Linked DNA regions of Sus scrofa: region 2 is linked to region 1. A link is a contact called in public Hi-C data. All regions are on one chromosome and are shown on one strand. The core of a region is the stretch at or near the end of the contact, and the rest is flanking DNA. Distances in the headings are between cores, read along the strand shown.

Region 1 (3,972 bases), core at 861-3,360:
CCTGGTACCTCAACACGTGACTGTGGAGTCCGGGTTGTTCAAGAGGTCATTTAAGGTAAAAGAAGTCACAAGAGTGGGCTCTGACCCAGTATGACAGGTGTCCTTACAAGGACGCAGACGTGTGGAGAAGGAAGAGCACATGAGGACAAGAGAGGACGGCCACCCCCCAGCCCAGGACGGAAACCTCAGCGGAAACTGACCCTGCCCCCACCTTGAGCTCAGCCTTCCAGCCTCCAGAACCCTGAGGAAATAAATGTCATTGCTGAAGCCACCCAGTCCACAGTGCTTTGTAACAGCAGCCCCGGCAGACTAATACACCACCAGGCTGAGGCTATCGTAGCAGAGCTGCTGTTGAGCTGGTATGAACCCGTGTGGAGGCAGAGCCGGTGTCACATCTGATGGGTGATACTGGTTATAAAATATTGTCCACATCTGCCCCCTCCCCACATCTTGTTAGTCTCATCCCAGTGGTGCCAACCCTCGGATGAGAGACTCAGCCTTTGACTACAGAATCAGCGAGACTATGTCTGCGTTCGGCCTCCCTCGTCTTGCCTCCCCTCACTCCGCCCAGGGCGCTGCCTCCTCTGAGCACCTCCGCTTTCTTTCTTCGAAGCATGGAAGTTGCAAGAGTGGGGCTCCTCTGAGCAAGGTTATCACTAAATCCTCATCCGACAAGCCCTTGAGATCCTGTAGGCTTTAGAGAGAGAGCGTTGGTGGCTGAGGGATGGGACAGGGATGCTATGACAACAAGCACCCTCGGGTTTGCTCAGCACCCGTTCACAGCCTTCCAAGCGCTCTCTGTGATCACCCACTGTACACACAAGACGCCCAGCAACATCTGAACTGGGCAAGAAGTTGTATCAGAGTACCGAGTGGACCCAGGCCAATGGTCCACCCTCTTGCTCTGTCACTCTGTCACTGGCCATCATGTCCCCTGGAAATGTCTGCCCCTGAGTCTATGCATGCTCCTGGCGCCTTTGCCGCTCTCTCTCCTCTCCTCTCTCTCCTTCCCCCCTTCTCCCTTCTCCCTCGCTTTGGTAAAGCTGCTGGCCACACAATTTTGTGGAGCATTTGCCCATGATGCCCTGGGCCTTTCACACTCTCGCAGGCAGCAGAAGGAAGCAGCAGAGGTGAACCGGCAGTCTTAAAAATCTGCCTGGGGACAGGCACCATGAGCACAAGGTCCCCACTTGCTAGGAATGCTTCTGTTGCCACTGATCTCCAGTCTCTCCTGCCACCAAGGTACAGGAGCACAGCTGGGGCCAGCAGGGACAATGACATGTGATAAGCCTGCATTCCTTGGCCAGGGATAATCAAAAGAAGAAATCTGGGCCAAGAAAAACTAATAAAATCTTTTCTAATGGATGGTGCCCACAGGGGCATTCCACGCCAGGAGGGTGGGGAGCTCGCACGTGGCTGAAATTGAGCTCTTTCCTCCTCCAAGGCTGAAAAGGATGGCTGAGCATTCTTTGGCCAAAACGGGGGGTGGGCGTGGGGGAGCACGGCTCTGAAGCATGCATCGCCCCTCCCACCAAGGCCACCCAGCTCCCACCACCTGGCGCAGCAAGCACCTGTGCCCCTGTTTCAAATAAGCACGTGTACAGACCAACCCACAGCTAAACCCAAGAGACGGCCTAGCAGATCAGCCCCCAAGACTGCCGAGGGAACCAGGTTCCATCTCAGAGTTCAATTTGGTTTTGCCTTTTGAACAGCAGGAACTACCCAGCACAAAGATGCCCACGACAAAGAAGGCAACAGAAAATGCATGAGATGGCTAAGCCGCTAAAATCAGGCCCTAGCATCTGCAGGTATGGTTTTCTTCCACTTTCAGTTGCTGAAGTAAAACCATGTTTGTTCTGCAAAGGGAGAAGGGCTCATAATACCAGTCGATGGCAATTTGTATCCGGCCGTGGAAGGCAGCCACTTAAAAGGCTGTCCCCCAGTCAGGCTAAGGGGCATGAAACCACTTGTAAGCACCCGCTAATAGGCCAGGCGCTCGGGGGAGGCCACTGGAGGAAAACAAGAAAACCTGGCGTGGACCCTGTCCACGAGCATCCTGCAATCTGGATGGGCCGGAAAGATGTGCATATTTGGAAGTGACTGGAGGTGGCAGTGCGGTCACACTGGACAGAGGGCCAGATCGTGTGACGCAGGCATCAGTGCTTAAGAATGTGGAGAGTGCCAGGGTCAGCCAGCCCCACTGTACTGCCAACCAACTAGACAAAACTAGCTGGTCAGGCCACAGGGCCCAGCTGCTTGTCTGAGACAGGCGGTGATGCCTTTGGTAGCTCGGGGTTATAACGGCGTCCCTGGCTGGACACACTGCCCAGCACAGAACGGGACAGAGTGGGTCTGAGAGCAGCTCCTGGCGCCAGCACCTGCTGCGCGTGTGACCCCAGGCCCCTCACACGATACTGCTGGGCGCCCACAGCTCCAGCTATAAATGGAGACGGATACATGCACTCCCATCATTGGGCTGTGGTAGAAAGAGCTTGGGCGCAGTGCCTGGCACCCAGGGGGTGCCTGATAAATGCCAGCTGTCATGACCGCGGGCCTGGGCTTCTAAAAGGCCACCCCTCAGCTAACAGCAGGAATCAGCATATTCAGACCAAGTCCAAGGATAGATTCAGTAACAGAAAGTCAACTTAACTGTGAGCGGACAAGGAAGGGCGATTAATTACAAAACAGAAAGAGACTCACAGACAACAGAAAACTAACTTGTGGTTACCAAAGGGGAAAGTGAATCAGGAAGGAATACATTAGGAGTCTGGGATTAACAGGTGCGCACCACTCTATATCAAATAGATAACAACAAGGATTTACTATAGGGCCCAGGGAACTATACTATATTCAAATTCATGTAATACTCCATAATGAAGAATCGGGAGCGAATATATATGCTTAAGTGAATCCCCTCACTGTACACCTGAAACTAACATAATATTTATAAATCACATCTACTTCAGTTAAAAAAAAAAAAAAAGATAAGGGAGTTCGAGGCCCCAGGTGCCAGGAACACAGCATTATGCAGAAGAGGCTGTAGCTCAGAGCGAAGGTCACGGTCCCCCCAGCTCACATGGTCAGGTACAGAAGGCCACCTGCTCTTCCTGCGGGCGGCCAGCGGCTGCGGCACCCAAGCAGGGAAGCGAGGTCAGGGCTCAGGGGAAAGGGCATCGGATGTTCCAGAACATCCAGCGGCAGCCAAGGAGCCCACCCTGTGCTGCAAGGACTCACAACCTGTCACCGCCTGGATTCCCGTCACTCCCCAGCAGCCTCCCCCTCCTGGCGAGAACGCCTAGAACATTCCCCAGAGTTTAAAACATTACCCTCCTGTTCTCATGTTTTCTTTCTTATTTTCTTTAAACTATTCATTTGTTTGGTTATTTATTTATTTATTTTTGTCTTTTTCTCGGGCCACATCCACAGCATACAGAGGTTCCCAGGCTAGGGGTGTAATTGGAGCTGAAGCCGCCGGCCTACGCCACAGCCACAGCAACACCAGATCCAAGCCATGTCTGCGACCTACACCACAGCTCATGGCAACTCTGGATCCTTAACCCACTGAGCGAGGCCAGGGATTGAACCCACAACCTCATGGTTCCTAGTCGGATTCGTTAACCACTGAGCCACGAAGGGAACTCCCTTGTGTTTTCTTAAAGTCAGTCCCCTCCTCTCTTCCACCCCTTCCACAATTTTGTGTGTGTGTGTGTGTGTGTGTTTTTAGGGCCACACCTGCGGCATACGGCGGTTCCCAGGCTAGGGTCAAATTGGAGCTACAGCCGCCAGCCTACACCACAGCCACAGCAATGCAGGATCCAAGCCGCCTCTGTGACCTACACCACAGCTCACAGCAACGCCGGATCCTTAACCCACTGAGTGAGGCCAGGGATCGACCTGCATCCTCATGGACAGGAGCCACAGCGGAACTCCCTCCACCCTTTCTAGAACTTGAACATGCAGGTCTGCTCAAGA
Region 2 (3,972 bases), core at 492-2,991, 71 kb after region 1:
TCTCCCCACATAAAGCATCCGTGCCTCTGCAATTACTGCCCCCATCCCCTCCAATCTTAAGATCCGTTGTTCCAAGTCTGTGCAGAAGACAATCCCTGGGATGCCCCACTCGAAAGTTAAATGCCTCTGGTTTTAATCAAATAAATCCTCTGTAACCTCTGCCCCCACCCCCGCATCGTCCCAATAAATCTCCTCCCTTCATACAACCACTTCACTTTCAGCGAAGAGGAAATAATTGCAGCTCGTGGGTCACATCTCTAAGGTCACACTAAACTAACTCACAGCAGAAAGAAACAAACTATCCCAGCAGGGCGCCACATCTGCAGAAAGTCAGGTTGTCAATCGCCCCCGGGGAAAACCCGGCACACGTGTGGGGCCCTTTATTCTGGCGTTCCTGGGCGCGCAGGCGCGCACGCACGCACACACTCAGGCACTATACACACACACACAGCGGGGGACTTCGTTTTGTGCCCCCCTCCCCACCCCCCCCCGAGCAGCCTATCCCCAGTCTTCACCATTTCCTCCGCCCGATCCGCTTCCCCGGAACACACGCCTCCTGCAGCCTCCGCGCCACACACGTGGGGAAGCGCGTCCAGGTGGTGCCAGAGCCGAGGAGGGAAGCGTAGTTGTGGGGAAGGCCAGGGAGGAAGGAGAAAGCTCGGAGTAGGATGTAGGATCTCGGGGCCCCGGGTCGCGTGGATGCCGTGTAAGCTTCCGGGATGAACCCGGGGCGAGAGGAGAAAAGCAGCGGGGGAGGAAAGAGAGAAGTCTGGAGCGGAGGTGGGGGAGGGGTCGCTCACCCAGGGTCTTGACAGCGATCTGCCTGGTGAGGGGCGGCGGCAGGTTGATGCACACCAAGTCCACATCCTGATGCAGCAGCACCTCGTCAATGCGGCTGGTGTAGAAGGGGACGCTCATCTCCTTGGCCAGCTCCTCCGCTTCCTCCGGCGTGCGGCCCCACAGCGCCTTCACCGAGAAGCCCTCGTCTTTCAGCAGCGGGATGATGACACGGGCCGTGAGGCTGGTGCCGAACACGCCCACCCCGGGTAGCATGGCTGCTTGAGTCCACCTGATTCTACTTTAGCTCGGATCTCCGGTCGAACACGCGCACACACACCCCTCTAGCCAGTCCCGCACCCAGCTCGCCGCGGTGCGCCAGCCGCCGTGGGCAAGGCGCCCGGGTGCCCAGAGCACACCGAGCTGCAGGCGGAGCGGGCTCGGGCGCCTCAGTTCGGTGACTGCTGCAGTGTCCGCCACGCAGGGCTCCCGTCCTTCCCGGAGGCGGCGGCAGGAACCCTCCCGCGGCGCCCGAGGCCCCGAAGCCCCGCGGAGCCCCGGCTCAAGCGGCGCTCCCGCCGCAGCGCCAGCCGGCTGCGTGCGCCCAGCTGAGGCCGCTCCATGGCCGGCTCATCCCCGCGCCCGGGACCGGCTGTCCCCCGCGTCGCTTCCGCAGCCGGCGAGTCTCACGCACAAGCCGCGACACGCTGCCGGAGCCCGGACCGGCTGAGCGGCGGGGTCCCCTTCCTCCCCGCCCGCCGCTCCGTGTGAAATAAACCGACGGCCACCAGGAGGCCGGCTAAGCATACGGCTCGGAAGGCGTGGGGCGCGGAACTGGAGCTGCAGCGCGGCGGCGGCGGTGGCGGCCACGACCCGGGACCAGCCTCCTCATTCTGCTGCCATGTTCTCTCGCCGCGCGGCGCGGGCGGCCTGGGCCCGGGGCCGGCTCGGGCTCCGGGATCCCGCGGGGCGAGGGCGGAGTTGGCGAGTCGGGCTGTCAGCGGCCGGGGGTTCCTGGCCCCGCCCCCGCCGCAGCGCCCCGCGCCATTGGCCGCCGCGCGCCGCCCCCGCCTCCGCCGCCGCGGGCTCCGGGTGCGCGCAGCGCGGGGACCCAGAACACGCCCGGCTCCTCCCCGGCCCCGCCTCGTTCGCCTCCAGCCCAGCGCGCGTCTCCCCTTTCTTCGCCCTCCACCACCTCCTCTTTCTCCCCGTCTCTTTCCGAACCCCGCCCCAAGCAAGCCAATGAATCTATGGAGACAGGGCACGCCCCAATAGGCTCGTCGTCTGGACCTCGGCAGAGAGCAGCGGGTGACCTGGCCCGGGGGAGGCCCGGGGACGCGGCGAGGTGTGAGCAGCGGGTAATTACCACCTCCGTCCGCTCCGGGGATGTTTTCCTCCAGGCTGGGAACTACACCAGAGAAGCTTTCCACGCATTCTCTCTAAATCCTCGCACCAACCCTAAGGTTATTGGAAACCCATTTAACTGATGATGTAACTGAGTCCTGGGAAGGATTAGGGACTTGCGCAAGGTCGCACAACATGTCTGGTTTTGGAATCCAGGCTGCAGTTTGGGCCTGGAGTTCTCCCCTCTCCTTCTAAGAGAGCCAGCTCTAATCGTGCGCCACCCTCACCCGCTTGCGCACACACGGCCCAGCCGCCTTCCTCACCCACCGCGTGGACGCTGCTGTGCTTGGCAGCAGCTGTGGGGTAAGGGTCCCGCACGTGTGTGTTGCATCTGGGTTTCCAGACAGAGGGGTCGCTCAGCGAGAGGGCACGCCAGCCTCTAGCCTCATGCTTCGGTTTTTTCACCGCCACTTTCCAGGGCCTCAGCTCCTTTCCCGAGCCCTCTGCCCGGCGGAGACTCTCCCCATGCTCCGGGAGGGGTTTCCTGCCGAATCCTCGCACCTAGCACACAGCCTGCCTGGCTTGTAGTAAGCGCTCAATAAACATGTGCTAAATAAATGAATGGATATTCTTCGCTGAATGCCCGCTTTGCACCTGCTCGGTGCCGAAAGGTCAGGCGTCCTGCCATGTTCATCTCTTGTCTTTGGCACTCGGCTCAATGTGGCACAAGGTCTGCTTGAACACAGGAGTGAAAAGCCTGATACTTAGAAGTTTTTAAAACAACTTGTAACAGCTGGTAATGAGGCAGGGCGCGAGAAGAGAGCAGGACTCCAAAAATGCGTGGGTGTAATAATACAGGGAGGAGGCCCACCTCAGGGCCTTGGGAGACAGGCTCAAAGGACGCTGAGTGCTGGAGTGGCAGAGACAAAAGGGGGGTTGCCATCAATATTGACAGGCTTCTTTAGAGCAGAGGAGTTCTAAGAAGCCAGGCAGGAACGCCCGCGGTGGTGGCGGTGCAGCAATGATTCTTGACCGGGGGCACCTTCTCAGTACCCAGAGGCCAGGTCATGGGTCAAAGATGGCACCGTTCATGGGGAGCAGAGGACGTGGCGCTGGGCATTGGGGCTGGAAGCAGAGCTGGAGCATCTGGGATTGACTCCTGGCTCTGCTATTTACTAGCTGTAAGATCCTAAAAATGAGTTGACCTGCCTGGGCCAGTTGCATCTGTAAAGTGGAAGGAATAATGGTATCCACCAATGAGGATTTTGAAGGATTGTACGAGTTGGTTTTATAAAGTTCTTAGAATAGTGTCTAGCACATAGTAATAAATGTTAAAGAAATGGAGAGTGGGTCTGTTATCAACATCATTTTTTTTTCTTTTTTTCTGTGCTGCTAAGGCACCAGGAAATTCCTCAACATCATTTCTGTCTTTCTTTCTTTCTTTTTTTTTTTTTTAGGGCTGCACTTGTGGCATATGGCAGTTCCCAGGCTAGGGGTCAAATCAGAGCCACAGTTGCTGGCCTACACCACAACCGCAGCAATGCAAGATCCGAGCCGCATTTGTGACCTACAATACAGCTCAAGGCAATACCGGATCCAAACCAAGTGAGTGAGGCCAGGGATTGACGCTGCATCCTGGTGGGTATTACTTGGAGTTTTAACCTGCTGAGCCACAGCAGAAACTCCTCAATGTCGTTTCTTGACGTGAGAGGCATTTAGACAAGAGAACAACATCGGGCCAATAAGAGGGAGTTTTGTTTCTGTTCTTTTTAAGGGAATTCTACCCCTAGCTTCAGTGTGAATACAAATAAACCTTTCGTCCACATAATATGAAAAGAAAATGATCACATT

Evidence for each region. Hi-C and Micro-C count contacts between places; a contact is called where the count stands out from the background.
Region 2: a contact with region 1 is called in a Hi-C map of skeletal muscle, with 4 times the contacts expected there. The contact joins the promoter of GFOD1 here to the enhancer-like site in region 1. A contact is called at or near these places in 1 of 5 promoter capture datasets (liver), 7 of 47 Hi-C or Micro-C datasets (heart right ventricle, liver and skeletal muscle) and 2 of 2 datasets of contacts at active chromatin or transcription factors (alveolar macrophages and skeletal muscle).

Annotation. Positions count from the first base shown.
Region 1 is chr7:9,781,476-9,785,447 of Sscrofa11.1, forward strand. The region is part of intron 1 of GFOD1 (glucose-fructose oxidoreductase domain-containing protein 1); the gene reads right to left. Among named protein-coding and RNA genes, the nearest start is that of GFOD1, 71 kb to the right of the region's middle. Within about 2 kb of position 2,111, at least 25 of the 83 cell types and tissues checked have an H3K27ac peak or open chromatin away from gene starts, as enhancers often do. A contact at or near this core is called in liver and skeletal muscle, where this site is marked.
Region 2 is chr7:9,852,537-9,856,508 of Sscrofa11.1, forward strand. It overlaps GFOD1 (glucose-fructose oxidoreductase domain-containing protein 1), which reads right to left and starts at 1,742. Exons shown (of 2, transcript XM_021100194.1): 1 at 516-1,742. The coding sequence starts at 1,053.